7 separate regions of the Mus musculus genome follow, and all the other regions are linked to region 4. The links are chromatin contacts, called in public ChIA-PET and HiChIP or PLAC-seq maps. All regions are on one chromosome and are shown on one strand. The core of a region is the stretch at or near the end of the contact, and the rest is flanking DNA. Distances in the headings are between cores, read along the strand shown. Region 1 overlaps Cdcp1 (CUB domain containing protein 1). Region 2 has its middle 21 kb from the start of Cdcp1. Region 3 overlaps Gm51701 (a long non-coding RNA gene). Region 4 holds the start of Sacm1l (SAC1 suppressor of actin mutations 1-like (yeast)). Region 5 overlaps Exosc7 (exosome component 7). Region 6 holds the start of Tmem42 (transmembrane protein 42). Region 7 holds the start of Cdcp1 (CUB domain containing protein 1).

Region 1 (3,732 bases), core at 761-3,260, 350 kb before region 4:
GGAACTGGGAAGCAAAAAACCCCAACATCATTGATAAGAATAAGCTAGATATGGAGACATGCCTGTAATCCTAGCACTCATCCATCCATCCATCCATCCATTCATCCACCCATCCATCCATCCACCTATCGAGTATGATCCAAGGGAGGCATCAAATCAGCTAAAGACAGCTGGAGAGACTCCACTTACTTCTTTTTCACGAAGCAGATGATGAGTACCAGGGCAAACAGCAGCAGAGCTCCACCTCCTGCTGCACCAATGACGACAGCCAAATCTGTGAGCAGAGATGGGAGGGCAAAGGAAGAGACGAGAGAGTTAGCATAAGGAAGAACTGGATACGTTCACAGTCCCCAGCTTTGTCCCTTCTGATACAAAACTCTGAAGGTGACTGAGTCAGGTCTGAGCCTCATCTTTAAAGGAACTGTCAGCTGGTACTTTTCCAGGAGAGGAAGTCAGACAGTTTATTACAAGTTTGATTCTTAGAGGCCACCCATGTTAATCATGCAGAATCTCCCTGGGTATAAAACTCAGTTGAGCTAAGAGGGAAAGCCAAGGCCCCAGGTTTATGTCTCCAGTGGAACTATTTCCTTTGAGCTGTTTGGTACATGCATATTAACCACTGTGTTGTCTGAATTTCGTTACGAGCAAACAAAAGGGTTACTATCTAAGTCAGTGGTTCTCGAGCTTCCTAATGCTGTGACCTTTAACATAGTTCCTCATATTGTTGTGACCCCCCCAACCACAATTATTTTGTTGCTACTTCATAACTAATTTTGCTACCATTATGATTCATAATATAAATATCTGATGCACAGGATATCTGATAGGCTATCCTTGCGGGAGTTGTGACCCACAGATTGAGAACCACTGGTCTAAGCCAATACAATTTGAAATAGTTTGTATGTAGCACTTAGATACATGAAACAGATAGGGGTGGGACGCTCGCTACTCCTGGCTTCCACTGGGTGTGTTCCCTGGTCACCAGGCTGTCGTAGAGAAGGAAAAGCAGAGGGGAGAGCAGAGACTCAAACAGCAGAAGGAGTGAAGGAGCAGGTCATTTCATCTGGGTTGAGTTGTCTTTTTCCCCACACCGCACAATGGAAAAAGAGCACAGATCTGAGAGGGAACACCACACTAGACTCACGAAGAAACAAAGGGTGAGATTCAGAGGACATAGAAATAAGTGACAGAAAAAGAGAGCAGAAGAGGAAGAAGGTCCAAGTAGTAACTTCAGAGCTGGGAGTTCCTAGTGGCTCTCTCTCTCTCTCTCTCTCTCTCTCTCTCTCTCTCTCTCTCTCTCTCTCTCTCTCTCTCTCTCCCCCTCCCTCTCCCCCTCCCTTGCTCCCTCCCTCCCTCCCTCCCTCCCTCCCTCCCTCCCATTTCCCTCTCCCCATCTCTCTCCAGGTCCTCATATACTTTTTAAGGATTTATTTATTTTATGTATATGAGTATACCATTGTCTCTTCAGACACACCAGAAGAGGGCATCAGATCCCATTACAGATGGCTGTGAGCCATCATGTGGTTGCTGGGAATTGAACGCAGGACCTCTGGAAGAGCAGACAGTGCTTCTAACTGCGGAACCATCTCTCCAGCCCCAGGTTCTCATATTTTTTAATCCTCGTTACTGTCTCCCTATGATCTTTCACCCCCTCACTCTACAGATGAAGATCACAGGAGTGAAGAGAACTCCTATAGATCATGGGGTTCAAGAGTGAAGAACTGTAGCAGAAGGATCCACGTGAGCCAATAGAATGTGGCAGAAGATGTGTTCTGCTTGTTCCTTCTATGCTTCCTTTGGTGTCTTGTGCATTTCTCAGCACAAGGCAGAGTTAAGTAAGCACAACTGTCTCAGGTCATTGGGCTGGGACCTTTGTCAGGATATAGATAGTCAAGATCAGCAAAGTCTCATAATCAACCTGTACAGCCTGCAGATGAATAATACGTGGACCCAATAAGCTTAGCTCAGAACAGACTTGCCCAGACAATGTGCAAACAGTAAATGTTGTACAATAGCTGATGTGTGGATAGCTATGACTCAATCTGTTTCCTGACTTGCCTCGAAAGCTTGTTCTCTGCCTCTCAAGTGCCCCTCAATTTTTTCTTTCCTTCACCACCTCCAGGAGACTCTGAAAGTTCTTACCTACAGTCCTCGGGGTAAGAGTCACCCAGAAGAGCAAATCTAGCTGCTTGCCATTCATGGGGCTGCAATTGGAGATGTTAACCCAGAAGCTGTGATGGTGGAAACTTGGCTTAGGCAGGACTTCCTCCTCCAAGCTGAAGATCTCCTCTGCCCGGGACTGCTGCTCCTGGATGATCATGAATGCACGCCCTGACTGGCAGGCCAAGCCAGAACGCTCTTTCAAGACGGTCAGACAAGCCACTTGGTTGCTAGGCACACTGATGTTCCAAGACACTGAGGAGAGGGCAGGCAGGCCACGGTCCCAGTTGGGTGATCTTAGGTAGACCTTGTTTTTTGTGTCTGGGGTCACCGTGAAGATGCCTTCCTCTGCAGGAAATGGAAGAGATCCAGACAAATGCTGTATCACTCAATAAAATGGAGAGAAAAGGGAGTGTAAGGGATACTGAATAGTCTACACCAGTGCCATCCAAGAGAACTTTCTGCTATGATGGACATGTTCTATATTATGACTGTTCAGTAGGTAGCCAATATTCATGTGCACCTATTGAGCACTTCTTGTGTGCTCACTGTGCCAAGTAGTATAGTCAGCATCTACGCTATCCCCTAAAGGCTGTAGAGTACAGGTCCAGTCACCAGTTCATAGTACTACTGGGAGGTGATAGGACCTATAAGGGGAGAGAGGTCAAATGGAAGTTAGGTCACCGGGGAATACCCTTAAAGGGACTATTGGGACCCTGTTCTTTACTCTCTTTTTGCTTTCTGATGACCATGAGGTGAGCAGCCGCTCCCATTACACACTCCTACTGTGATATATTGCTCCAACACAGACCCCAACAGTGGCTGGATCTACCAAGCATGGCATTCAGTCTGATTCTGTGAGCCAAAGAAAACTTCTCCTGCATATAAGTTATCTCACCAATGGAAACCAATGCAACAGAAGTGCATATTTTTCATTCATTCAACACTGATTTTGGTTTACATGATTGCATGTGGGTACTGTATCAGTTAGTGAAGGATACCGCTCTCTATTAGACTATGTGTCCAGGTTCATTTCAAACAAACATCCGAACAGTTTGCCAAATGAGGGTTCTCAGAAATATTCCCAAAGCGGCAATCTCCCTGCCCCACTCTACTGTGGGAGTAGGATATATCTATGTCTGCCCCAGAGAGCAACAACAACAACAATAACAAAGCTGCAGGTTTGGGCAGATGTCTAGGATTGAAATGTTGAAAGGGCTTTCAACATATCTGTAGGTCTGCTGTATGCTCCAGATGAGATAAGAACTAACATTCTTCTCTGAGGAGAATAACCCTGGATTCTCAAAGCTTCCCAAAGGGGATTCCCTCGTAATCTTGAAGATGGCAATCAGGTCAACCTGGATTGACCTTAATCTATCACAAAGATTTATTTCTTTCCCACCATGCCACTGAAAAATCAGCCTCAAATAAAGGTCGCAGCCAACTTCAAAATGATCTCTAATGTACCACCACCATCCCTGACCTCTAATGTACCTCCACCATCCCTGACCTCTAATGCAACACCACCATCCCTGACCTCTAATGTACCTCCACCATCCCTGACCTCTAATG
Region 2 (3,836 bases), core at 1,034-3,533, 290 kb before region 4:
ATAGGTACTTTTCTTTCTCCAATCCTAGGTATCTGTCAATCAAGCTGACATCTGAGACCAACAACCTGCTTTGCAGACCAGTCAAAGCTGCCACACAGCACTTTAGGACCTGGCATGGTGTAAGCCGCATGCAGCTTTTCCTTGAATGGTCCCTTATGTAACTCTTCCTTCCACCCCCCACCCCCAGAATCCCTTCCCTTGGGCTACGTGGAGATCAGCTTGCTGTAAGACTGTCAAAGTCAAATCCCTTAGGACTTCCTGCTCACGGGAAAGTCCCCACCTCTGCACACAGCCCTTCCTCTGGCTTGTAGGCACTTGAAATCCACCCTTCAAAAGCTGGTCCTCTGCTTTTTCTCCTCTGCTGTTTGGCCCTTACATCTTTATGCAGATGTAAGGCAGCATTTGCTCCACCATCTGAAGCCCTTTTGGTCTTTCCAGACATCTTCCCTAAAACTACTCGGCTGGGGGAGAAGGAACGATGAATAAACCTGTCATCTTCTGTGAAGAAGCTCCTGCCTTGACTCAGCTGGAACTTCTAACTCCAGGCACTATGGTGCTGCCTTTCAAACATCTTTCTGTCTTAGATGGGATGCAGTTAGCTAATCTGCATCTGTGCAAATCATGTGGGAAGACCCTGCTCTGCGTGTCCCAAAGCTATGTGTATATTAAGTTATCCCAGAGTCTCACACCCCAGAAGGTTTACTGGGTCATAGGATTTTACAGCAGGAGAAGAAATAGATATTGTAGGTTTCAGCTTGACAGCTTGGTATGAACGTACCATCTTCACCCTTGACAGCCCCAACTGATCATATTCCCCATGTGGTTTCCAAGCATACTGTAAATGAAGAAATAAAACAAAACAAATAAAAACCATGAAATGGACAAGGAACTTCACAATCCAATCTCTGGTGCCATCGGTGCCAGGAGGTGCCTGGCATCCTCTTTTGGCTTCATGATTCATCCTGTTACTGGAGTGTTTCGGATCAAAACTTGGAGTCTTGTAGCCCTAATGAGAGGGGCTCAGCCATTTGTCACCAATGCCAATGAAAGAGGCAAGTAATAGAAGCAGGGGAAGATTTATTCAGTGTGGCTACATGGAAAAGAGCAAGCAGGCTGCTGACCACACAACCCCTTCAACCAAGACCATCTTCAGAATCCTGATGTGAAGTTTAGGTTTAAATAGAGGGTCAGAGACCACACAGCTAAACAGTTCCACTTAAGGTATGGTCTTGCCCATCACTGTCTGACCAGCTGTCAAAACTATGAAATCTCCTCCTGAGAGGCAAGTTCCTCCTTCCCCTAGCATAAGACTCCTGGGTGGAATTTTAATTCCTTACATTGCATTATCTCATTAGCCTGATAGTGTGGTTTTTGTTTGTTTGTTTGTTTGTTTCCTGTCTTTCTTTACAACCTGGTGGCTTTCCTGAGCTTTCTGGTCAGCACTGTCTTGCCTACTCTTGAAGTCAGGGCTACCACACAGCAGACAGACTGAAGCCATAAACAATCTTTGCAGTAATTACATATGTCCCAAACTGTGTGTGTGCATAAAAGCCATTGCATATCTGAGGCTCATTTTTATGTGGGCATCTGGGCTGCACGTTTGTTAAATCTAGTAACCCTGGATGGGTCAGAGTCATACTTAGGACCTTGCTCCTTCTTGGCTTGGCTTGATGACACCCATACCTTTTTCCTAATTATATCTTTGTTTGTCTCATCTTTCCTTGGCATGCTGGTCTTCAGGGTCATGGACAGACATGAGTTGAGAGTAGGGTATGGGCATGCCCAACTTGCAAACACTGAGTGTCATGGGGTTGGCATGACCCTAGGAGAGGCCTCCTCCTTGGCTGCTCAGACTCACACCAGGAAGGGAAAGAGAAGTTACTTTTTGTAGGCTCTGACTTGGAATGTAGTTCTCAAGTGTGGGGGAAATCTAAACCAATTCCCTGATTCTAGGGCATTCAAAGGTCCATGGGAACACAAGGGGACATGCAGATTCCTGCTTTCCCCTTCTAGAGACCCAGTTTCTAAGGATGCTGGGTAGAGACACACAGCTCCATGTGGCTGCCTGAAGAATTCTTTACCTGGCCCAAGAGCAATTTTAGTTTCTGCACTTTTGCGGGGCCATACAAGCTGTGGGCTTGTGGGCAGTGAAGCTAGAGCTACCCTTAAAGGAGTTGGCCCAGTAGATGTGGTAGAGAGAAATGCAAATGTGAGGGACAGACACCCGCCCTGGGTGCTGGGGTGGGTGCTGACTGAGCACAGGCTGGCAGGTGAGTCAGCAGGGGGCAATGTGCAGACTCACCCGGCTCAGTTTCTCTCAGGGTGGGGGTTTGCCACAGAGGCTGAGGGAACTAGAAAGAAAAATGCAGCTTAGTGGAAAGCCTGTGGGAACAGGCAAGAGGGGCAAGCTCTGGATGTTGTGGGCAGGTCCCTGGCCAGCCTCCCAGCTTTCATCTGCCTCCAGGAAATGAAGATCAGGAACTTGAGATTCTATTGTGTATGGGGTGGGGGTGGGGGTGGGGGTGGGGAGGATGGTGGATAAGGAGGCTTGTCTTTAGGAAACTAAGTCAAAAGTACTCTTTAAAAGCTATTATTTCAGAACATGCTAGAATTAAAGAACCCCTACCCCACAATGCAGACATGTTTCCAGACTGCCCGTCCCTGGAAGGCAGATATAATCTGCCTTCTGTTTTTAAAACAAACAAACAAACAAACAAACAAAACAAAACAAACAAACCAACAGAGACCTGTGGTGGGTGAGTCCCTGCAGAAGTAACTCTGAGGGCTGTAATTACTGTCAAGCCCTATAGCCCTGGTTAGTTCAGCTCACAAATTGGCCCATGTCCACAGTAGCACCTAAGTATTGTTCTTGTTTATGGGGAAGAAATACATGGGAACACAAAGAAACTTGGCAGTTATAGCAGGAGAGAGGACCCCAGGCAAACTCTCTTCTAGGCTGAGGCTCATCAGGTTTTTTTTAAAGAATTGCAGCAGGAAAAAAAAAAAAAAAAAGCTGAATTACCAATCTGGGTTGGGGAACTTCCTGGGTCAGTGAAAGAATGTACTGTTTAGATCCAAGTTGGGAGAAGGACAAGTTTATTTAGTACACTGAAGAGAGCAGCAGAAAATAATAGAAGAATACAGCGATGTGGGCTCTCCGCTGTGGAGGGAGCCTCCCGGGGTTAGGGTAAGATGCTGGCCATGCATTTCCAGTACAGTTCCCTCCATGCAAATGAAGGCAGGCTGGTGTGTGTCTGCTCAGGCAGCTAACACAGGCCAGGACATTCTGTTTTCTATTCTACTATATGGGTGGAAGAGAGTCAGTTTTTCATTGTTTTGTTTGCTTGGGGAACTGCTTCCTGGATCTGGCTTGTACAGGGGACACACTCCCTTTCTGATAGCTCAACTACAGGCTTCTCAAATGAGCCTTTTGTTTTAATAATGTAGATATATTCTTAAACTGTAATGAGGAAATATGCATCTCCGTGAGTGTCGGGAAATGTGATGTCAGCCAGTATGGGAAAGAGGTTGGGTTCATGGCTGCTCCCAGGGGAATATCTCTCTCTCTCTCTCTCTCTCTCTCTCTCTCTCTCTCTCTCTCTCTCTCTCTCCCAGTCTCTCTCCCTCCCCCTCCCCCTCCCCCTCCGCCAGACACATCCCTGAGCCTGGTGTCTGACTTAAGTGCATTCCCTGGCCATCCTCCACCATTTTTCTTGTCTTTCCCTCACTGGGCGCCTTTGGCAGCCATATCACATGAGTTTCGTTACCCTTTCCTTTCTTCTCCTTCTAAGATCTGTTCATTCCGTCTCATGGTCCCCTTTTTAGTTTTATGGTAA
Region 3 (3,794 bases), core at 307-2,806, 400 kb after region 4:
GAGGCCGGCCCCACAGCCCTCGTTGGGCACAGCTGGCAGCACTGTAGCTGTGAGAGTCAGTGGTCATTTCACGTGTGGCGCCAGTGGAGGTCCAGTGGCACAGGGACTTGAGTCAATTATTTTGTTTAGGTGGAGAGAACCGTGCATGTGGAGGCAGATGTTTCCCCAAGCAAGGGAAAACAGAATCTGGGTCACTTCTGTTCTCAGAGATTGCCAGTGAGAGGAGCTGAGCTGGTGGCCCATCCATCTTGCTTGGGAATGGCTTCAGTGTCCCCCAACCTGACCTCTCTCATCTGCAGTCAATTGAAGAACTGGTGAACGATCAGCCTTTGCTCTGGGGTCCCACTGTGCGTCCTCTGTTGCTGTCTCTGAGCTTACTTTTCATTTGCATGATGAGCATATTACATATAAATAGTAAAAATCACCATGGGACATCAGGACTTAAACAGGAAGCATGTATTGTGTCATACAGTCTTGTGTGTTGGGAATTTGAGACATCTTAGTGGGGTCGTTTCACTACAGTCTCTCTCGGACGAGGGAGAACGTCTACTCCGTCATTAGGAGATTTGGCTGGAGGTGGGGCTTAATTGCTTTCAGGTGTTCATGCCTCCGGCTGCTCGCAGAGACCTCACTTCCTCATCTCACGAGTCTCTCCACTACTGCCTCAGAGTCCTGTGACATGACCGCAAGCAACAGCAATGCGTGACAGCAAGACAGTAAACTTCTTTCTATACTCTAAGGTCAGCCTGACTCAAGGAAATGACTACCAGGAAGTCTAAGCTACCGTGGACCATCATGAACGCTATGAACACAGTGGACTAATATCAGTTCTGTTCATTGAATCCCAATGTTTTTCATTTGTTTGTTTTGAGACAGGGTGTCCTAGGCTGGCTTCAAACCGCTACTGCTCCCTGAGTGCTGGAACTAAACCACATTTGGTTTGTGCAGTGCTGAGGATGGAACTCGGGGCTCTGCTGGTAATAGACAAGCACTCTACCAACCGAATTACATCAACAGTCCCATTGTGAGGCTTTGTGTACATACTCTGTGTTAGACTCCCCCCTCCCCCCACTATGACACATAGTGAAATGTGTTCTGAGAGGAACAAATTAAAGAGAGAATTTGTTTTGGGTCACAGTTTCAGATGCTTAGTTCCTGACCCTTTGCCGTGTTTCTAGATCTTCAGTGAGGTGGAACACCGTGGTGGCAGGAGTATACGGCAGATACTGTTCACCCCATAGTGGCCAGAAGTCAAAGAAGGAGACAGGAAGGACACAAAGGGGAAGGGGTAAAAGATACATCCTTCAGGGGCACACCCTAAACGACCTGCTTCTCTTATCTGGATCCCACTTCCTGTTTTGGCTGTCTCCTAAGAATGCTCTCATATTACGAATCTACCAAGGAAGGAGTCCAGGATCTGAAGGTTCCAATTCCTTCTCAAATGCCCATTGTCTCGACACCTAAGATTCTGTAGTGTCTGTTTGTGGAAGGCATTTCGTATTCAAACCTTAAAGCCACTGCAGAGCAAACCCACAGTCAGAGGGTGTGGTTGCTAAAAACAGCCGCTAAGGGGACTGCTGGAGCTGGGCTCTGAGGAGGAAGTACCACAAAGGGCTCAGGGACAGACAACTAAGAAGTTTCGAAGCTAGTGTCTTCTAGCTTTCTCTGCTGTTTCCATGTGAACAAATTACGATGACTTAGGAAATCTTTCCATCGCACTTGAGTGCACACCAAAGGCTGGTTTTGATAATTCGTTAGTGTTCTCTCTAAATTTCAGGCATTCTAGAAGGTGTGGTCCAAGACGGAGACTGACACGTATTAGCACGGAGCTCCGAGACTCCAAAGGGATTGAGTGCACTTTGTGACTGTCAACAGGTTCCATTATCAAGACTTTGCAAGACTCCATGTAATTTCTCAAATCTTGTATTGATTCCTTAAAATAGTCACACAGAGGAAGTTTTATGAATTTTTGATGTTTTTGTAATGATAAAGTACTTTTTAAAAATAGAAAATGGGGTTTCTTTTTTGTAGCCCTGGACATCTGGAACTTACTATGTATATCAGGCTAGAATATGCATAAAATTTGATTTTGAGTTTTTCCTGGTTAATTTTTGCATACTCCTCTATAGTAATGTACTGATTATCCCAGCTGTGTAGTAAATTACTCCACATAATAGATATAATAGCACCCATTCTATTCTAATTATGGTTTTATAGAATAGGATTCAGGAAAGCTGGGCTGTTCACCTGTGGGATTTCCCCCTCTTTTCTGTCCTTGCGTCCCCTTTCCTTTTCTTCCCTTCCTGCCCTTTCTTTCCTTCCTTCCTTCCTTCTTTCTTTCTTTCTCTCTCTCTCTCTCTCTCTCTTTCTCTCTTTCTCTTTCTCTCTTCCTGGCAAAAGCCTTACCATCTCCCTGCACAAGTATGCTCCTGCCAAGTTCATCCATCTGTGGGTTTTCTTACACGGTAACAGTAGAATGTCAACTGAATCATCATTATCTGCCAGCCAGAGTGAATTAGATGTCCAAATTGGCGTACTTCCAGGCTACCAGGGACCTTTGTCAGAAAGACTATCATTAAGAAAACAAATAACAACAGATGCTGGTGAAAAGGTGGGGGAAAGAGAGTTGTATACATTTTTAGTGGGAGTGTTATCATTAAGAAAACAGCAGATGACCCAGAGGCTCACCCACCATGAGCCACTATGATATACAAATATGTAGCGTAAAGATGGGAAAGAAAGAGACTTGGAATGGTTTGAGCGGTATGAAGAGAGGCAGAACTGGAGATGTGAGGGTGGAGCGGAATAACCTAATGTGTGTAGCCTGTTTTGCTACCTGAGGCCATGATAAAGCCCTGGCCTATGATACTGCTGCTGAGGGCCATGTCTAGGTCCATGACCAGGTAGCAGCAGGGGTCTCTGTTGATTTCTGTGGTTCATTTTACAACCAAAGTCTATGCAGAGGACCCTGGTCTGTCTGCTGCCTGGGACCATGCTGATAATAAAAGGGCTATGAAGAGATGGCCTCACTTGTTGCAGCATTTGGGATACCAGGCCCCGAATCATGCCTAGGCAGCATAGTAGAACTAGCCCTGGTGGCAGGGGCTTGAGTGAGCTGCTTGGAGAGTGTGTGGGCACAGGAGAGATGTTCCCACCTCAGGCAGATTGAAGAGCTGTCTCTGGGGTCACGACAGTGGGATAGCTGGCCCCACCCCTCTCTGGCTACAGCACTCAGGAGAGTGGGCTTTGTACCTCACCTGGGCAGCATAGTAGAGTTGGCTCTAGTGCCACGGGTGAGGGCATGAGAGCAGTAGAGCTGGCCCTGCCCCTTGTCAGTTGTGGCATTGGGTGATATAGCCAGGGCAGTGCTGGAGAGTTCACTCTAGTGGTGAAGGTTTGGGAGAGCTAGAGGGCTGAGTTGGTACTCAGCTACTACCCAGATCCAGGGCTTTGAGTTGGCCCATCCCAACATCTACCCCATCTATGAACTGGTGGATAAAGGGATTGGTTGTACAGATCCAGAGCTGCAGGATCTCTGTGACACAGGGAACTAGAGGATATCTGAGAGGGAGTCCTGGTGAGGATCCGGTATTGATGGTGCAGCAGAAGTCAGAGTCGTCAAACAAGACCGATGACTCATTGCAATAAACATTTCCAAGTAAATATGTATGAACAAAATGGTATGCTGTGAGACACACTGTGACACACCACAACTTCCATGATATATATATTTTTTTATTTTCTTTTGGGGAGGTTGCAAGGGTGGATATGAAGGGACAGGGAGATGAGTGGGT
Region 4 (4,128 bases), core at 304-2,803:
CCAAGTCCATTTCCATAGCCAAGTAAAGGCCCACTGTCTTATATAAGACAGCCTCAGTCAGTCTCTCTTTCTCTTCCCCTCCCCCCTCTGCACGTACACACATCACACACACCCTTCAAAACAAAACACACAACAAAACAAAAAAAAAAAACCCTCATTTTTTTTAAGTGCTAAAACTGACAACAATGCATATTAATGATCTCAAATCTCAGACAAAAAATTAAAGAGCAAACAAAAAATACTGTTAGCTGGGCAGTAGTGGTGCGTGCTTTTACACCAGTATTCAGGAGGCAGAGGCAGGGATCTCTGAGTTGGAGGCCAGCCTGGTTACAGAGCAAGTTCCAGGACAGTCAAAACTACACAGGGAAACCCGGTCTCGAGAAACAACCCACTATAACTTCATTAAAAGCAAACTAAATCCTCAGAAGTGTAGAAGCCTGGTATGGTATCTTGTACCTTAAATTCCAGTACTCTGGAAAGCAAAGGCAGCCATTTGGCCTGGTCTATATCCAGCAGTATGGACTGCAGGAGTGAGCCACACCCCTTGGTCCTTGGTCTAATTCTGCCCCAATAATTTCCTTTATCTGATACAGTTTTAATAAACTCCTGGGGAGTGGGGTATGTTTTCTAGGACAACTTAATCATGGAGTGACTGGTTAATGAATAGGCTGAGCCCTGCTCCCGATCCACCTTCGTCACATCTGTTTCTGGCTATCTCAGGTCTTACGTAAAATGTTCATGTACTCGTTTTTCTGGGCCTCTTACTGCGAAATCCCCGAATTTTTAAGGTTTCCTTGTGCAGTGGAGGCTAGGTCGGCTTTGCAAGCGGAGCTAGCCAAGGCCGCTGTACCAATCATGAAGAGCAGAAGCTACGCCCTTCTCATGTCAGTGCCGTCTGTGTTCTACCAGCTAGGAGCTTTCGGTGAGATTTTTCCGTCATCGGGTGGGAAGACATTGGCCACGCATGTCCCTGTCCCTGATTGCAAACCTCCACTCTCAAGAGTGTTTTCGTAAGAGTACATTTCCAGACTCCTGCGCAATTTTAAGAACAGGGGAGCTAGGAAACTTGCAAACCGTTTTAGGTAACTCCGGGTTTCAAATACAGCCAAGAAGGTATTATTTTTTCGCAAAGCAACATTAAAACGTAAGACATTTGACCTTGACAATCTAGCTATGATCCTTTTCAAGCAGGCCTTCCAAGGTTCAGGAAAAAGATCGCACACGTCGAGCCAGCCAGGAGTCGAACCTAGAATCTTCTGATCCGTAGTCAGACGCGTTATCCATTGCGCCACTGGCCCGGTGCTGAGGAGGCCTCCTCCACGATAAGTGATCTCCAATTACACAGCTTCACTATGCTTCCTGCTTCTAACCTCAGTCTGGTCGGTTTGTTGAATGTCGCGACTCAGTGCAAAGCTACCGGGACTCCGCCTTTCTCTGCAACGCGTTACACCAATCCCCAGAGGCGACGTCACGGCGTTCTTTGGTCCGCTCCAATCCGCGCATCGGAGGCGTGCCTCGCAGCTCACTGGTTTGTCCGCCGCCGGCTCCCGTGCTCGCCCGAGAGGCGGACCCGGGAGGGGGTGGGGCCAGGCCGAGGCTCCTTGACCACCGCGCCTGGGGAGCGGTCGCCGCGGAGCCGGGGTGGCAGCGGGCTACACTGCGGGTGGAGCGAAGAGGAGGAAGCTGCACGATGGCGGCCGCAGCCTACGAGCATCTGAAGCTGTGAGTCCCGCGGGCTGCGGCCGCTGACAGGAAGGGCGGAGGGGCGAGCGGGCGCCGAGGCCCGGGAGTGTGCGGCCCGCACCGGCCGAGCTCGCGGGCTGGGCTTTCCCCGTCCAGCCTGGCTGCAGCGTAGGCCAGTGTCCCGCAGCCTCGCCCGCCGCTGGACCTGGCGCGGTGAGCCGAGCCGCAGCCCGCAGCACCGGAGGCTGCAGCCAGCTTTCCCTGGGTGGCCTCCGGGAGAGGCCTTTTTCACCGGGCGTGCTCTGACGTCCGCCGGCAGAGCTAACCTTTCTCTTGGTTTCAGGCTTTCTGGGCCTGGGAGTCTCAATGACGGGTCCTTCTTAGGGCGCAGCAATAATTTAGTCAGATGTCCTAAGGGCCGGTCGAATTTACTGTGCTTATTCCAACAGACTGCGTCGACAGCTACAGTAGGCTCGCCTCTATTTTGGCGTAGCAATGTTGAGTTTTGGCAAAGCCAGGACTTGAGGTTTTGAGGCCCAGCCACTGGATGTTTAGAGGTGCAAAAAAAAAAAAAAATAGACATTTATAAGCTCTTTGGCTCGTCCTGGGTTAGAGGAGATGGGGGATAATTTCTCTTGTGTTACCCTCAGCACCTACACTCCTTGTTTGTGAATAACTTCGCCCTAACCGCTTTAATAATTTACCACGGTCTGGGAATGCCTTTAGTAGCAGAAGCAAATATAACTTTCGAAAAGCCAAGTTAAATTATCCTGTTAATTAGACATAGACATCCCAGTTCGTTTGCAGGAAACAAATGTAGTTTGGGTACGCCCAATGAATAACTGAAGGTGTAAAGTTATGAGTCCAGAATTTGGAGGGAGGCCATCTGCCCAACACTTTTCATGTTTTGCTGTGTTCACCCTTTATGCCTCTTCTGCTTGCTACATACAGTTCTCTTTGAAAAGCCCAGCGCCACCCTTCCTTCCACATTTCTTTTAATTAGTTTTCCTTTGTAAAGTGAATAATCACCTTATTGGTGACAGTTGAAGCAAAGTGTACTTACTGGTCTATGTCCGGCCCGAGTCACATGTCCTTTACTGGCAAATTAGGTTATTGTCCACCTGATAGTTGTTGAAGGGCTGAACATGATCTTACACTAGGTCTCAGATGTGTTTAAGCAATTTGGAGTCTTGCCTTGAAGTAGCTCGGCTTTCGGTTACAGGATATTGTTGAGTTTTCCTGCATCGAAGAATAATTGAGATGGATAACTTGAGAATTAGGAAGATTATTTTTGAGCTGCCCAGGCACTGAGTTTCACCAGGCCAGACCTCAATACAGGCAGCCATCCTCCTTGATTCCTGGGCAGGTTATTCAACCTCTGTGAATAATTCTTTTATATATAAAATTAAAAAATAAGAGTGTTCATACTTCATCCTTACCATCCTCTCCAGTTCAGACTTCACTACAGGCAGACACCATTTTATGTGTACACAGAAGAGAAGGGAATTTATCCTTTAGAAGTGGAAATGGTGGTTTTGTAATGAAGTGGAAACTATGAGTCTGGGGTTATATGGACATTCATATCAGTCTTTAGGGTTTGGATGTTTCTATAAATGTGAAGATAGAACTTGATTGCAAGTGTTTCTTTAGCAGGGAGTTTGTGAGTTAGAATCTGTTTTCACCCCTCCCCCCTTTTTAGCCATTCTATTTAAACTTTTAAATATACCCCATGGGCAAAGAATATTCTGTTTTAGAGGTACTTGTAGGCTGAATTAGTTGCTGAACTATCTAAGAATGGTGGGACTTTTAAAAATACCTAAAAAGAGCCATATGTGAAGTTACTTTGCTGGTTGATGGTGGCGCTTGACTTTAATCTAAACCAGCACCTAAGAGGCAGAGGCAGTGGGTCTCAGGCAGCCTGGTCTTGAGTGAGTTTCAGGACAGCCATGGGTACACAGAGAAACCCTGTCTCAGAGAACGGAAATAAATTACTTTATTGTAGATGTATTGGTATATAATTTCCTGAAGTGTTGAAGTGCTTGGATATTAAATGACAACTTCTTGCACCCATGTCACACACTTTCTTCAGCTTATCTCTGCTTTGTTAAAATCCCACCTTTTAGATGTTCTTTGCTTACCCTCCAGTTCCCAGTTACAATTCCACTTCTACTCTACTGACTACAGGTTGGAGCCCACATTTTTTAACTACCTGAATTCTAAGTTCTTTATAATTTTGTAACTTTACTGCTTGTAAACCATGCTAGAGGTTGTGGCTCCTCTTCTAACTTCAGTCTTGGGTTTGTATTTGTTTATCTTTCTGCCAGAGGGCTTTCTCAGTCTCTCCTGTCTATGTGCTGGTCACATCTGGAGTAAAGAAGAGAGGTCTCAGGTAGTTTAGTCAGAACAGACATGGATAAACTTCTTAACATTCCTACTAGCTTTGTG
Region 5 (3,936 bases), core at 668-3,167, 390 kb before region 4:
CAATGTGGCTGTTTGTCGTGGCCACAGGAGCACTGATGGTTGGGCAGTCTTCCCTGGCCCTTCATGCTTGGTGTATTTAGAGGATCTCCAGGGTGTAACTGTGATGCTGTTGGGGTTTAGAGTTCATGTTGTATTTATTGAAAGACTGTTCTGGTCTTTCTGTTAGTGAGCTGGAGTGTAGCTCTGTGGAATGTATACCTAATTTGTAGGGCAAATGAAAAGCTGCTTTAAAAGTTCTGTGATGCAGACAGATGTGTAGGTATTGGGCAGACTAGCCAGCAGGTGGGGGCTTCTGGTCAGTTTGTACCTCACTAGCAGGTGACCTCTGTCCTGTCCCTGTCATCCTACAGAGCAGCAAGCGAGTGGGCAAGGTGCTGCACGTGTCCTTGCAGAGCCTTCTGCACAAGGAAGAAAGCCTGGGGCCCAAGAGGCCGAGAGTCGGGTTCCTGGGGTGATTTCTCTCCACTGCACGTTGGTTGCCTCACTTTTCATTGACACTGGTTTGTATATATTTCTCTTAATTGTCAAAATTTAATTCCACATTTGTAAATGTAAAAATAAAGTCTATTTTTTTTGGTCCATTGGTGTTGTTAGCATCTCCAGCTTTATACCAAGACACCATCCTGCTTAGCAGTCTGCTGCCAGGATGGAATTGAAGTGAGTCGGGAGCTGCCTGCTTTAAAGTACGAGAGAATGACAGCAAACACTGAAGTAAAGACCCTGCAGGAGCTAGACATGGTAGCATAGACTGAATACTTGCACTGGGGAGGGTTCAAGCTGAGACAATTTAACAAGACCCAGTCTCCAATCAGACTCCTCGGAGAAAGTGCTTTAAAGAAATAGCCTCCGGCAATAAGTTTGGTTTTTTTTGTTTGGTTGGTTTTTTGGGTTTTTTTTTTTTTATTTTTGGTGTTTGGTTTTTCAAGACAGGGTTTCTCTGTGTAGCCCTGGCTGTCCTGGAACTTACTCTGTAGACCGGGCTGGCCTTGAACTCAGAAATCTGCCTGCCTCTGCCTCCCAAGTGCTGGGATTAAAGGCGTGCGCCACCACTGCCTGGCTCCTGCAGTAAGTATTTTGTGAATTATTTTTTTCTTTATAAAACTTTTGCACTAAAAATCACAGTGCCAGGTTTGGTGACACAAACTTTTAATCCCAAGACCAGCAAGGCAGAAGTAAGTAGATTACTATGAGTGTGGGGCTAGCCTACTCTGCATAGTGAATTCCAGGCTAGCTAAGTGAGACCTACATAGTGAAACCGTGTCACAAAAATTAATCAATCATCAATCAATTCAAACCACTCCCACCCACCGTGTACTTGGTGCTTCTGAGGGTCAGGAATAAGGAAGCCATGGCCACAGAGGAGGGCCCAGGCCTCCTGCCTGTACCTGCCAGGTAACCTTACCAGGTCCTGCCAGCCAAGAGACCCAGAAGATCCTTCCTTGGGTCAGGGGCTTAGTGGACACTTGGGTCCCTCCCCATCCTATCCTACCTTTCTTAGATTTTTCTGCTTTTGTTTTGAGTCAGAGTCTTATGTAGCCCAGTGATGCCTTTGAACTCCAAGTCTTCCTGCTCGGGATTAGGTTGCAGGCATGTTCTGGCATATCAGACTCCAGTCTTGTTTTCAAATTCCTTTGTGTTTTATAACCCCGCCCTGATGTTTCATAAGATGGCCGTGTTGTATCAGCACTATAAAGGCTGCTTAAGGACTATTGTCATTTGACTTACTAGCCAGCTTTAGTTGTCTGGGGACAGTAAGGAAGATAGTCTACTCACAGTGCAGCATGGTGGAATTCAGGCTTCGTGCATACAGGAGTATTTGTGTGTTTTCCAGGAGAGCTAAAGCTCCTAAATCAGTCTTACTGGGCCCTTGGGAGGGAGCTGACTCATGGAGAACATTTCAGCCAGAGGTATTTGCATTCTGCATTGAGTCAGCCAAATAGGGCGAGGTGTTAGGAACTTATCATCTAATGGAAAGAGCAGTGTGGGCTGCAGCCCTCGTGCATTAATTTCAGAGGCCCAGGCATGGGCCCTCCCTCGTGTGACCAGGTCCATCCATCCCTGCAAAGAAGTAGCTGGATTTGTGTGTCCCTGGGAAGCTGCTTACCTACTGATAGCATAGCTGGGCTGTTGTGTTTTCCCAGTGCATGCCACAACAGATGCCATGTTACCCAACAAGGCAGGAGACAGGCTTTATCCTCTGCCCTGTGCCCATTGTGTACCCACGAGGAGTGATTAGCGGTGGTGGTGCAGAGAGGTGCCTCAAATGTGAATGAGGTGCACAAGCCTCGGTTCCAAGGACCGCTTCCACTCGATCACTTTGTCTGTGTAGGACAGTGACCACTTTTAGTGCTTTTGTATGTGCCCATGGGTAGTAAAAATGAATGTTGAGGTTACCACAGCAGTACTATGGGCACAAGCCTGGGACAGGGCACCCGGATTCATATGCCACCCCCCTGTTCACCTCTCATCTTCCTCTGGCTCTTTGGGAAAATTGGTGAGAGAGGAAAACTCCAGTTTGTAGGTAAGTTGGTTCTGTACGTTGGGACAGCAGTGAGGGAGCCAGGGTCATAGAACACTTGGTGGCTTGTTTTTCATGAAGGGAGAAGGATATATAGCTAGTAGAAACTTGTTTGGGTCACTACCCAAAGTTCTCCAGAGAGAAGGGGTATGCTCTGAAAGCTAAGAATATGGCATGCCCTAAGATCCTGCAGAAGAGGGACCTTCTGCAGAAAGTAAGTAGTCTGTCACCAGCTACTCTCTTCCCGAGGGCCTTTGCAGACTCAGAGTGTAGGCTGTGGATCAGGCCCCAGCAACACCTTTGATGCTTGTGTGATGGTTTTTAATCTGCATTATCCCCCAAACAGCGCTGGGCCCACACCTGCCAAAGCCCAAGACAATGTGTGGGAGAGGAGTTTGAGTTTAGACATCCTGGAGGCCGGAAGCAACAGGAGCACTAATCATGTAGGCAGAGAACTAAGTTCAACACCCCTCTGCTTTTCTGGAAGAGGTGGGCATACAGCACTGCCCTTGTTCCCTTAACCTTGCAGGCTATCCACTAACTCTCCCACAGGTGACTCCTGTGTGTCCCTTGAGAAGATGGCACATGGGACAAGTGATGAGTCTATGGAATAGGAGTGTATCCAGAAGACACCTGCTAGGTGTCTCCAGATCTGGATCATGGGAATCCTGCTTCACTTTCTATCCTCAAGTATTGTGAGCCCCATGAGACCAGGCTGGGAGCTTGGCCTCCCAAGACCTACCCAACACAGGCACCAGGACACAGACAGGGCCAGAGTCACATACTTGAACAGATGGCCAGGGTCAAAAGCTATTTGTGTTTGGTTTTGAGTACGGGTGGGATCACCCTTGCTTTCATGTTAGAAATCTGTATTCTGGATGCTCTGGCCTTTGAAGGGTGTGGGAAGACAGCCTCAGGCTAGGCCACGCTGCTGCTGACACAGGGCCAGAAGGGCTGGGGCTGAAAGGAAACATCTGTGAGGGGTTGTGTGAGGGCCAGCTGCATGCAGAGCCAGAATTTCACATGTTTAAGCAGATCTAGGTGGGGTGCCCAGATCTTGTTTTGTCCAGTTTTGACTTTAAATGTTTTCAAAGCGGTGGAGGAAAACAGAAAAATAAACTGCATTGTGCCTTGACCCTCTTCCCAGTTTTCCACCTCTGCTTCTACACTTAGCACAATAAGATAGCCTTGAGGGTGGAGGGCTTAGCACACATTTCCTTAGGGAAATATTAATCTAGTGTGTCTGTCCTGGCTGAAACCCAGCCCTCCCTGCTTTCTTCTGACACATGATGGGGACAGTACCACAGATGTGTAGTTGGAGGGGGGGGAGGGGGTAAAAGTGATAGGGCTCCAGGTGGCCTGTCAGAATCCACTGTGGCCGGCTGCACTGGTGCTGTGCGCCTGGCTAGAGAGAAGTG
Region 6 (3,858 bases), core at 582-3,081, 510 kb before region 4:
AATACCCTAAATCAACCCCCTAACTTTCCTTGGTTTAAATCACTAATTTTGGAAGTCATATAGCTAGACAATACACTGTTGCCCACTTTTTCTCTACAGAGCATGCATAAGATGTGTGAATTAGTTGTCTTACTTACTTACCTTACTCTGCCAGAACATGAAGGTCATTTCTGTTAATTACCTTTATAATCCGTGGGATAAAGTCTTTGACAGATGCAGCTTAGATTTGTTTTAGCTTCTCCTATCAGTTGTTGCCACACACTATCTCCATTATTAAGTGGAATAGTACAGTGAGTACCCTTGAGTCTCAACTTCCTTATCTGCAAATTGGAGTGGTTTATACCACATAGGACTAATTGGGATAATCTATTCTTTTTATTTAAAATTTAATTTTATGTATTAATGTGTATCTGTGTTCAGGTGTATATATATGTACATGAGGATAGGTGCCTTTGGAGGCCAGAAAATAGTGGAACCCCTGGAGGTATGAGGTTGGGAGGCACTTGTGGGAAGGTTGCAAGCTGCCTAACTGCTAAGCAATCTCTCCAAACCCCAGTAATCCATCCTTTTATTTCATCCACAAAACCACCCGCATGAGAAGCAAGGTAGCATGTAAGAATGTCCATGAAAAAGCTCTTTAACAGGGAATAAAGTGTTTCTTCCAAGCCCCATACATTAAATATTATTTGTATTTTATATATCAACAAAACAAGTTTTGCTGTGTAGCCCTGGCTATGTAGAGCTATTTAGAGCAGGCTGTTCTCGGACTCACAGAGATCCACTTGCCTCTGCTTCCTCATGTGTACCAACCACCACACTTAGCTCACGTTATACACTTCTACAGCTCTCCTTTAAGGAAATGTATCCCTAACATATATCCATACACACTGCCATTGACTGAATTCAGGATTTTTCATGTATTATGGAAGCACTGAGCTATAACCCCAACTCTCCTTTATTACAAAAACAAAAACTTTTTGAGAGTCTCAAAAAGTCCTTGGCTTGCTTAGTACCTCTCTGTTGGTCAGGCTGGCCTCAAACTCAGTAATTCTACCTCAGCTTCAGAAGTGCTAGGATTACGGGTGTGTGCCACCATGCCTGGCTGCCAGCCCTCTCAAGTGAGACAATGTCTCCCTAAGTTGCTCAGGATGACCATTAACTGCCTCAGCATCCTAAGCATCTGGAATTACCGACAGTAGATGACATTTTACGGTTTGTTTGGGTTTTTTTTTTTTTTGGTTGTTTTTTCAATTTTTTTGTCGTTCTCAATTACTTTACACGAACTTAGAAGTGACTGTGCTTCTGATGGTCCAGGCAGAACAAACGTTTTCCCAAACAACGTTCTGTCTCAAGCGGCCGGTCTCCAGATCCATCATCTCCTGCGTCCACGAGGGAGCAGAGGTGCTTTGAAGGTGCAGCTTGGCTTCAGGATTAGCATGTTAGGTGCGCATCCATGTAAAGTGGCAGACCTCCCCGTCTTCTCAGAAGCAGGTTCCCCTTGACTGCAGGGCTCTTTCAGAAACAAGGTTACTTCCGCCGCAGGTTCTCCTCGGAGATAAACTCCCCTCCTCCCCAAGTTCACGTCAGCAGATTCCTCTCTCACAGTAGGTACCTCTCGGTAGCACGCTTCCTTCAGTGGCGCACGGTCCTCGCTACCGGATTCCCATCCCCCAGGTTCGCCGGAGCCGCAGGCTCTCCTTAGTCGCGGGTTTGCACACGCTGCAGGGTATGGGCTCCAGATTCCTTTCATTTGTAGGCTCGGCTCGGCTCGGCTCCGGACTCCACTGCAGCAGATTCGCCTCACTCGCCTGGCTCCGCCCTAGCCGGGCTCACGGCGGGTGGCGGCGTGCGTGGCAGTCGGCCGTGGCGGGCGCAGCGGGCCTCATGGCGGCCGGTCCGCAGTCCTCGGGTGCCGCCGTGTCTGCGGCCGCTTACCCTGACTCACCCGTGGAGTTACCCGCTCGCCTACAGAAAGGCGCGATGCGGCGCCGCTTCTGGGGCGTGTTCAACTGTCTGTGCGCCGGGGCGTTCGGGGCTCTGGCCGCCGCCGCCGCCAAGCTGGCCTTCGGGAGCCAGGTGCAGCCCGGGGCGCCACGCGGGGGCGGGGCGGGGGGAGGGCGGGGCGGGGGGAGGGCGGGGCGGGGGGAGGGCGGGGCGGGGGAGGGCGGGGCGGGGCGGGGAGGAGGGCGGCTTAACCTGGGTTCCCGCCTGCGCCCATGTTGGACCACCTGGTTTTAGGCACTGCCTCCTGGGGGAGGACCTCGAAGCCCACCTCTCAGTTTAAGTCCCCTTGCCATAGCTTTTTTAGCACGTGACACCTAAGGTGAGATAACCGGTTGCCCATCTCTTCCTGTCCTTGGCAAGAGTTCGGACTGAGCGCCTGCGGAGCTTCTGCATCAGAGAATTCGATCCTGACCTGAACAGGGGACTGCTTGATATAGATTTCTGGCGACTTACAGTCCTTTTGTAAAGTCATATCTTTCCAGAAGGCTACTCAGCTACAAGAAATTTGAGGTCTTCGTGGAAGATAACCCTGCCCCCTGTCTGCAGGCAAATTCCTCTGCCTATCAGTCAGGGTCCGCATATGCTTTGTATGAGACGTGTAAACATCTCCCAGTCTTTCAAGGTTATGCCCATGGTGGTTGTAGCTCAGTGACACTTTCTCCTGCAGGTCAATATTGGCTTATGTGTCTTAGGCATCGTTGCCATGGCAAGCGCCAATTCTCTGATGTGGACCTTCTTTAGCCGGGGCCTCAGTTTCTCTATGTCTTCAGCCATTGCATCTGTCACAGTGACTTTCTCGAACATACTTTGCTCGGTGAGTAGCCTGGTGACCTTGTTCTTAGGGTTCTTGGTGAGTTAGTTGTCCTTGGGAAACCCCTGATTTTCCAGGCTCTAGAAAGGACAGGGAGTAAAACAAAAGTTGGGCTGTCTCCAGGCAAGGAACAGTTAAACATGGAAAACTTAGGAGTGAAACCTATGTCACTCTGGGATAACACCAGCTATCTCAATCAAGAACTCTAACATTAGCTATGGGGTCTAGGGGGTCTGGTCAAGGGAACCCAGTCTTGAATTGGAAGACAGCTTAACTTGGGTTTATGATTACTGGGTACTAGCTATGTCCGTACTGGCCCTACCTGCTAGCCTGCTGAGCCTCAGTGCTCAGCTGGGGTGGTAACCTCTTACGTCCACAGAGGAGACAGAAATACGTGGATTGATCATGAAGGTGGTTGCTGGATGCAAAGCACCAGACTTTGGCCTCTAGCCCCTCAGGAAGAAATCAGCCAAGGAATGGTGGAGCCTACCAGGGTAGGCCAGGTCCCTTACAGCTGTCTCTTCCACAGGCCATCTTAGGCTACCTGCTGTATGGAGAGTGCCAGGAGATCTTATGGTGGGGAGGGGTGTTCCTCATCCTCTGTGGGCTCACCCTGATCCACAGGAAGTTTCCACCCACCTGGAAGGAGAGCAAGGAGCAGTGAGGCCAGTCGGTGGATAGACCAGACCCACTGTAAAGAGAACCATGATACCCAGCCAAGGGTTGACAAGTTGGGCTGCTTCCAGGGCGGCCTGGGAGTGCAGCCCTTAAGTGTCAGCCACATGGAGATGGTGGACCAGCCACTGGCCTCTGACCTCCTCACAGCCTGGAAAGTTAAAGCATTAGCTCCTGTAAGGGGAAGCTAACCACCACAGTATGAGGCCCAAGTCCTTCAGTGTTGGTATAGTGCCTTGATTCTTGTGCACCAGGGAATATTGGAAGACTCTGTGATCATGGGTTACACAGCAACATGGCAGGTACCTGAAAAAAACAAAAAACATGTGATTAGAATCCTGCCCTTCATGTACCCCAGCACTGGCAGT
Region 7 (3,712 bases), core at 482-2,981, 310 kb before region 4:
AACGATTACTGGACTTAGACCATATTCCCACTGAAGAAGTTTTTGACTATTGCCATAGAAAGTCAGAAACACCTCAAAACATTCCCTAGAGTGTCACCTGCCTCCAAGAATGCTGGTACACCCTCCCCACTCCTCTCATGCACACATGCATTCCTTTCCTATTTTTCTGCTCTTAAAATGTTTTTAAGACAAAATTTCATATATCCCAGGCCTGTAAAGAACTCACAATGAGGCTGAGACTGACCTTGAATTCCCAGCTCTCCTGCCTCCACTCCAGAATGCTAGGATCACAAGTATGAGCCACCATGCCCAGTTTATAAAGTGCTGGGAATTGAACCCAGGGCTTTGTACTTGCTAGGCAGACACTCTACAACCGGGACTACATACTTTGTCCCTTAAATGGATTGAAAACTCACTCCTAAGAAAGTGGTGGCCCACATCTGTAATGAATTCCAGGAGTATGGAGTGGGAGCATGAAACTCAGTAGTTTTAAGGCCAGCTTGGGAGACACCGGGAGACCCAGAAAAACAGAAACCAAACCCTAGCTAGCAACAACAAAATATATACCACAGTGTGTCTGTGTGTGTAGTTTAAAAGGAGGTCTTAAGTCTTCCTGTTTACTATGCAGTTATATATCACCTAATGTTGGAAAAAGAAACCAGGAAGTTTTCCTGCGGCTTACGCCCAAGTCTAACCACACCGTTTTAATTTTATTCTTTAATTTATGCTAATTTATCTACCTGTCCAACACAAACAAACACCCCCTTAGTTGTTGATATTACAGACCCCAACTATGACTTGGACCGTACTATTTTTTAAAACATAAAAACCTGTGCGAGTCTGAGAAAGAGCCTCACATCAAGTTCTTACTTGAAGAAAGCTAGTTTTATTCGCGGTATTCTACTCCTAGGGCCCACAAATCCTATTCTTTCCTGGAGCGATCTCCGAGATCAGAGCAGCCTCTACTCCCAATCCAAACTACTCGAAATTCACAGGCTCCACGGAATTACACTCCAACCTTCCACCAGGGAAGAGGTGGGGCACCTGTGGGGTCTCTGCAGCTAGATGCCCGCTGCTGCCTGGTGACTGTCCGCTTGAAGCTGTCCTTAGGCCTCAGGATGAGCGGGCGCGCACGCACGGACAGCTAAAATGGTACCTCAGCGGGAAGTCAAACCACCCTCTTCTTGCACTCACTTCTCTGGCCCAGGTGTGGAGTGGGCCCGAAGAAGAAAGCTCTCCCACGTCCCAATCGAGTATCCCTAAGAGTCTCAGCAAAGTACCCATGGCACAATGTGCTGCCTGGAGAACGTCCTCCTAAGGCTTGTTCCGCGCGCTTATTTGTTCCTAGGCCAGGGAAGCTCACCCAGGTCCAGGACTCTCCCACGTGCCTGAGCGCTGGGGCGAGTCGTCCCGGGGACCTCGCCCCACCATCTAGGACTGTGCTACCAGGTCCGGATCGTGTAACCCCTGAACACGCGCCACCTCCAGGCACCTCCCTGGCCGGCCACAGGTTGCTCTTACCTGTCCCGCGCAGCAGGCGTGCTGTGCCCAGCAGCAGGGCCCCCAGCAGTGCGACTGAGAACCCGCAGGCCGAGTGGGCCATGACTCGGGGGGCGCCTCGGTCTCCCTAGGGCACGACTGTGGCCTGTGTCTGCGAGTGGCCTCGGTGGCGCCTAGGCACCGAAACGCAGCTGCGCCCCGCCCTGCCCCGCCGCTCACCTGCGCGCAGGACCCCGCCCCGCCCGCTCAGCAAGAGCGAGGGTGACCCACGCTTCCTCTGTGGCCTCCTCCTCTTCCTGCCTCAGCTCAGGTACTACCCTCCCTTGCCCGGTGGCCTTGAGGCAAATTTGTCCCCGCCTTCCCGGGCTTCAGTTCCTTTCTCAAAGTCCAAAAGACTTTGTTGCCAGCCAGCTCCTTCTCCTTCCGCTGTTCAGGTGTGCTGGTTGAGGTTCCTGTTGGTCACTGATCCCCAACCTTTTGGCTTTCTCTGTTGCTGGACAGGGGCCTAGGCCTGCTCCAGCTTCTCCCCTGCAGTGTCCAGAGTTCACCAGCTCTTCCCAGTGTCAGACAAGATAAGCTTTCCTATTTGGGCAACGAGCCCAAAGATGCCAAAGCAGGGCAAAGTTAGGACAGATGTGAAGGCACGGGGTGGGTTCTGCCAAGTTGCTGGGTTGTTCTTTATTGAAGTAAGGGTTTCACAGATGCTGGACGAGGGTGCTAGAACGAGACACTTCAGAAACCCTGCGTTGATTGTGGGAAGAGTAGATTGAATGGGTGCATGAGACTGGAAAGGCTCAAGAGAAGAAACCCAAGCAGGTGCACAAGGCCCTTAGCTGGGTTGTGAGTAGGGGAGTGGGCACAGTGCTACTGAGTTGGGCAGTGGGTGTGAGCGTGAAGGATTCTGATCAGAAGCTGGTCTGTCCTGCAGCCAATCTCTTCTCAGATATAGCTAGGTTACCTAGTTCTGGTTTAAGAGGTCTTGTGGAGTCTTCTATCCTCTAGGCCAGAGGTTCTCAACCTTTCTAATAATGCAACCCTTTAATACAGTTCCTCATGTTGTGATGACCCCCCTACCATGAAATTATTCATTGATACTTCATAACTATAATTTTGCTTATATTATGAATCTTAATGTACATATCTTTGTTTTCTGATGGTTTTAGGCAATCCCTGTGCAAATGTTATTTGACCTCCAAAGAGGTTGCAACCCACAGGTTGAAAACCACTGCTCTAGGCCATCCCATGTCCTGAATCACAGGCAGTGATGGTAGATGGTCTGGGACCTCGTGGATGGCAAGCCAGATTTCAGCCCAAAGGATTCAGTGGCCCTATGCATTTACTGTGCCCATGGCCAAGGTCACTCAGACCTTTCCAGGAATCTATGACAGAAACAGAAGCCCATGCCCCAGTATCAGTCAGAGTGTGGCCCCAATTTCTCTTTAGCTTCTGGAAAATCTGAGCTAATACTCAACGGAGATGAAAAGTCACTTCTCCAGAGCTTCATCCCTTTCTTCTCAGTTTCCAAAGAAGAAAGAAGCAAACACTCTCCAGTTCTGAGCAGCCTGAGGCAAGACCTTAACACAGCTCCATCTACAGAAGGGCCTATAAACTGGAGGTTGGGGAGATGGGGTCTCAGACTTCCGGCTCTAAGTGCACTTACCTCACTGGCAATTCTTGGATTGCTGCTGAACTAATAGAAAGAATTCTTTTTATTATTAGGGTTTTTTTTTTCCAGTTTTGTTTTGAGTCAGTGTCTCTCAATGAAGCTCTAGCTGGCTGGGAACTCACTTTGTAGACCAGGCTGGTCTCAACTCAACAGAGATTTGCTTGTCTACCTTCTAAATGCTAGGCTTAAAGGTGTACACTACCATGTCCAGCAAGAAAGAGAAATCTTGATGAAAAAGCTAAACTTTTTAAAAATGCTTATGGCTGAGCATGGTGGGCACACACCTTTAGTCCTACCACTTGTGGGGCAGAAACAGGCAGATCTCTGAGTTTGAGGTAAATCTGGTCTACAGAGCAAGTGCCAGGACAGTCAATACTACACAGAGAAGCCCTGTCTCGAAAAACCAAAATAAATAAATAAATAAATAAATAAATAAATAAATAAAGGTTACTGTGACCAAACTATGAAACATCTTTTCCCTATTGTTAAGGCCTAGGTAAAATTTTAAGGCCTAGATGGAATATTAAGGCCTAGGTAACTGTTACC

What was found. ChIA-PET counts read pairs in DNA pulled down with a chosen protein or histone mark. HiChIP or PLAC-seq counts read pairs in DNA pulled down with a chosen protein or histone mark.
Region 1: a contact with region 4 is called in an H3K4me3 HiChIP or PLAC-seq map of bone marrow-derived macrophages, with 3 times the contacts expected there. The contact joins the enhancer-like site here to the promoter of Sacm1l in region 4. A contact is called at or near these places in 1 of 39 promoter capture datasets (cranial neural crest), 1 of 15 datasets of contacts at CTCF or cohesin (the NIH/3T3 cell line), 21 of 484 Hi-C or Micro-C datasets (B cells, the G1E-ER4 cell line, the N1E-115 cell line and 13 more), 16 of 115 datasets of contacts at active chromatin or transcription factors (the 230-238 cell line, the NIH/3T3 cell line, bone marrow-derived dendritic cells and 9 more) and 2 of 9 other capture datasets (adipose tissue and pancreatic islet).
Region 2: an H3K4me3 HiChIP or PLAC-seq map of stem cell-derived neural progenitor cells shows a contact between it and region 4, with 32 read pairs. The contact joins the enhancer-like site here to the promoter of Sacm1l in region 4. A contact is called at or near these places in 1 of 39 promoter capture datasets (neural stem cells), 9 of 115 datasets of contacts at active chromatin or transcription factors (the 230-238 cell line, bone marrow-derived macrophages, embryonic stem cells and 3 more) and 1 of 9 other capture datasets (pancreatic islet).
Region 3: a contact with region 4 is called in an H3K4me3 HiChIP or PLAC-seq map of pro-B cells, with 3 times the contacts expected there. The contact joins the enhancer-like site here to the promoter of Sacm1l in region 4. A contact is called at or near these places in 6 of 115 datasets of contacts at active chromatin or transcription factors (DN3 thymocytes, effector CD8 T cells, embryonic stem cells and 3 more) and 1 of 9 other capture datasets (liver).
Region 5: an H3K27ac HiChIP or PLAC-seq map of heart atrium shows a contact between it and region 4, with 4 times the contacts expected there. The contact joins the enhancer-like site here to the promoter of Sacm1l in region 4. A contact is called at or near these places in 1 of 15 datasets of contacts at CTCF or cohesin (the NIH/3T3 cell line), 5 of 484 Hi-C or Micro-C datasets (the C2C12 cell line, bone marrow-derived DN3 thymocytes, cerebral cortex and 2 more), 15 of 115 datasets of contacts at active chromatin or transcription factors (SST interneurons, acute myeloid leukemia, bone marrow-derived macrophages and 12 more) and 1 of 9 other capture datasets (embryonic stem cells).
Region 6: a contact with region 4 is called in an RNA polymerase II ChIA-PET map of memory CD8 T cells, with 88 read pairs. The contact joins the promoter of Tmem42 here to the promoter of Sacm1l in region 4. A contact is called at or near these places in 2 of 39 promoter capture datasets (embryonic stem cells and erythroid cells), 8 of 484 Hi-C or Micro-C datasets (the Ba/F3 cell line, CD4 T cells, centrocytes and 4 more), 6 of 115 datasets of contacts at active chromatin or transcription factors (astrocytes, effector CD8 T cells, embryonic stem cells and 2 more) and 3 of 9 other capture datasets (adipose tissue, liver and pancreatic islet).
Region 7: an H3K4me3 HiChIP or PLAC-seq map of embryonic stem cells shows a contact between it and region 4, with 11 read pairs. The contact joins the promoter of Cdcp1 here to the promoter of Sacm1l in region 4. A contact is called at or near these places in 1 of 39 promoter capture datasets (embryonic stem cells), 1 of 15 datasets of contacts at CTCF or cohesin (the NIH/3T3 cell line), 2 of 484 Hi-C or Micro-C datasets (bone marrow-derived macrophages and embryonic stem cells) and 5 of 115 datasets of contacts at active chromatin or transcription factors (acute myeloid leukemia, embryonic stem cells and pancreatic cancer cells).

What each region holds. Positions count from the first base shown.
Region 1 is chr9:123,175,546-123,179,277 of GRCm38.p6, forward strand. It overlaps Cdcp1 (CUB domain containing protein 1), which reads right to left. Exons shown (of 9, transcript NM_133974.3): 7 at 2,143-2,508; 8 at 190-274. Among named protein-coding and RNA genes, the nearest start is that of Gm23323, 15 kb to the left of the region's middle. Within about 2 kb of position 2,011, at least 17 of the 459 cell types and tissues checked have an H3K27ac peak or open chromatin away from gene starts, as enhancers often do. A contact at or near this core is called in bone marrow-derived dendritic cells and bone marrow-derived macrophages, where this site is marked.
Region 2 is chr9:123,235,603-123,239,438 of GRCm38.p6, forward strand. No RefSeq gene overlaps it. Among named protein-coding and RNA genes, the nearest start is that of Cdcp1, 21 kb to the left of the region's middle. Within about 2 kb of position 2,284, at least 101 of the 459 cell types and tissues checked have an H3K27ac peak or open chromatin away from gene starts, as enhancers often do. A contact at or near this core is called in neural stem cells, pancreatic cancer cells and stem cell-derived neural progenitor cells, where this site is marked.
Region 3 is chr9:123,927,570-123,931,363 of GRCm38.p6, forward strand. Gm51701 (a long non-coding RNA gene) reads left to right here. Exons shown (of 2, transcript XR_003948284.1): 2 at 1-1,137. Among named protein-coding and RNA genes, the nearest start is that of Gm51701, 4.3 kb to the left of the region's middle. Within about 2 kb of position 1,557, at least 183 of the 459 cell types and tissues checked have an H3K27ac peak or open chromatin away from gene starts, as enhancers often do. A contact at or near this core is called in DN3 thymocytes, effector CD8 T cells, embryonic stem cells and 3 more, where this site is marked.
Region 4 is chr9:123,528,200-123,532,327 of GRCm38.p6, forward strand. Sacm1l (SAC1 suppressor of actin mutations 1-like (yeast)) reads left to right here and starts at 1,554. Exons shown (of 20, transcript NM_030692.5): 1 at 1,554-1,722. The coding sequence starts at 1,691. It overlaps n-TRacg2 (a tRNA gene), which reads right to left and starts at 1,298; the gene lies at 1,226-1,298.
Region 5 is chr9:123,135,549-123,139,484 of GRCm38.p6, forward strand. Exosc7 (exosome component 7) reads left to right here. Exons shown (of 8, transcript NM_001081188.1): 8 at 351-581. The coding sequence ends at 455. Among named protein-coding and RNA genes, the nearest start is that of Clec3b, 13 kb to the right of the region's middle. Within about 2 kb of position 1,918, at least 79 of the 459 cell types and tissues checked have an H3K27ac peak or open chromatin away from gene starts, as enhancers often do. A contact at or near this core is called in the C2C12 cell line, the NIH/3T3 cell line and heart atrium, where this site is marked.
Region 6 is chr9:123,019,495-123,023,352 of GRCm38.p6, forward strand. Tmem42 (transmembrane protein 42) reads left to right here and starts at 1,832. Exons shown (of 3, transcript NM_025339.4): 1 at 1,832-2,076; 2 at 2,672-2,818; 3 at 3,345-3,858. The coding sequence starts at 1,885. The coding sequence ends at 3,479.
Region 7 is chr9:123,214,307-123,218,018 of GRCm38.p6, forward strand. Cdcp1 (CUB domain containing protein 1) reads right to left here and starts at 1,732. Exons shown (of 9, transcript NM_133974.3): 1 at 1,522-1,732. The coding sequence starts at 1,603.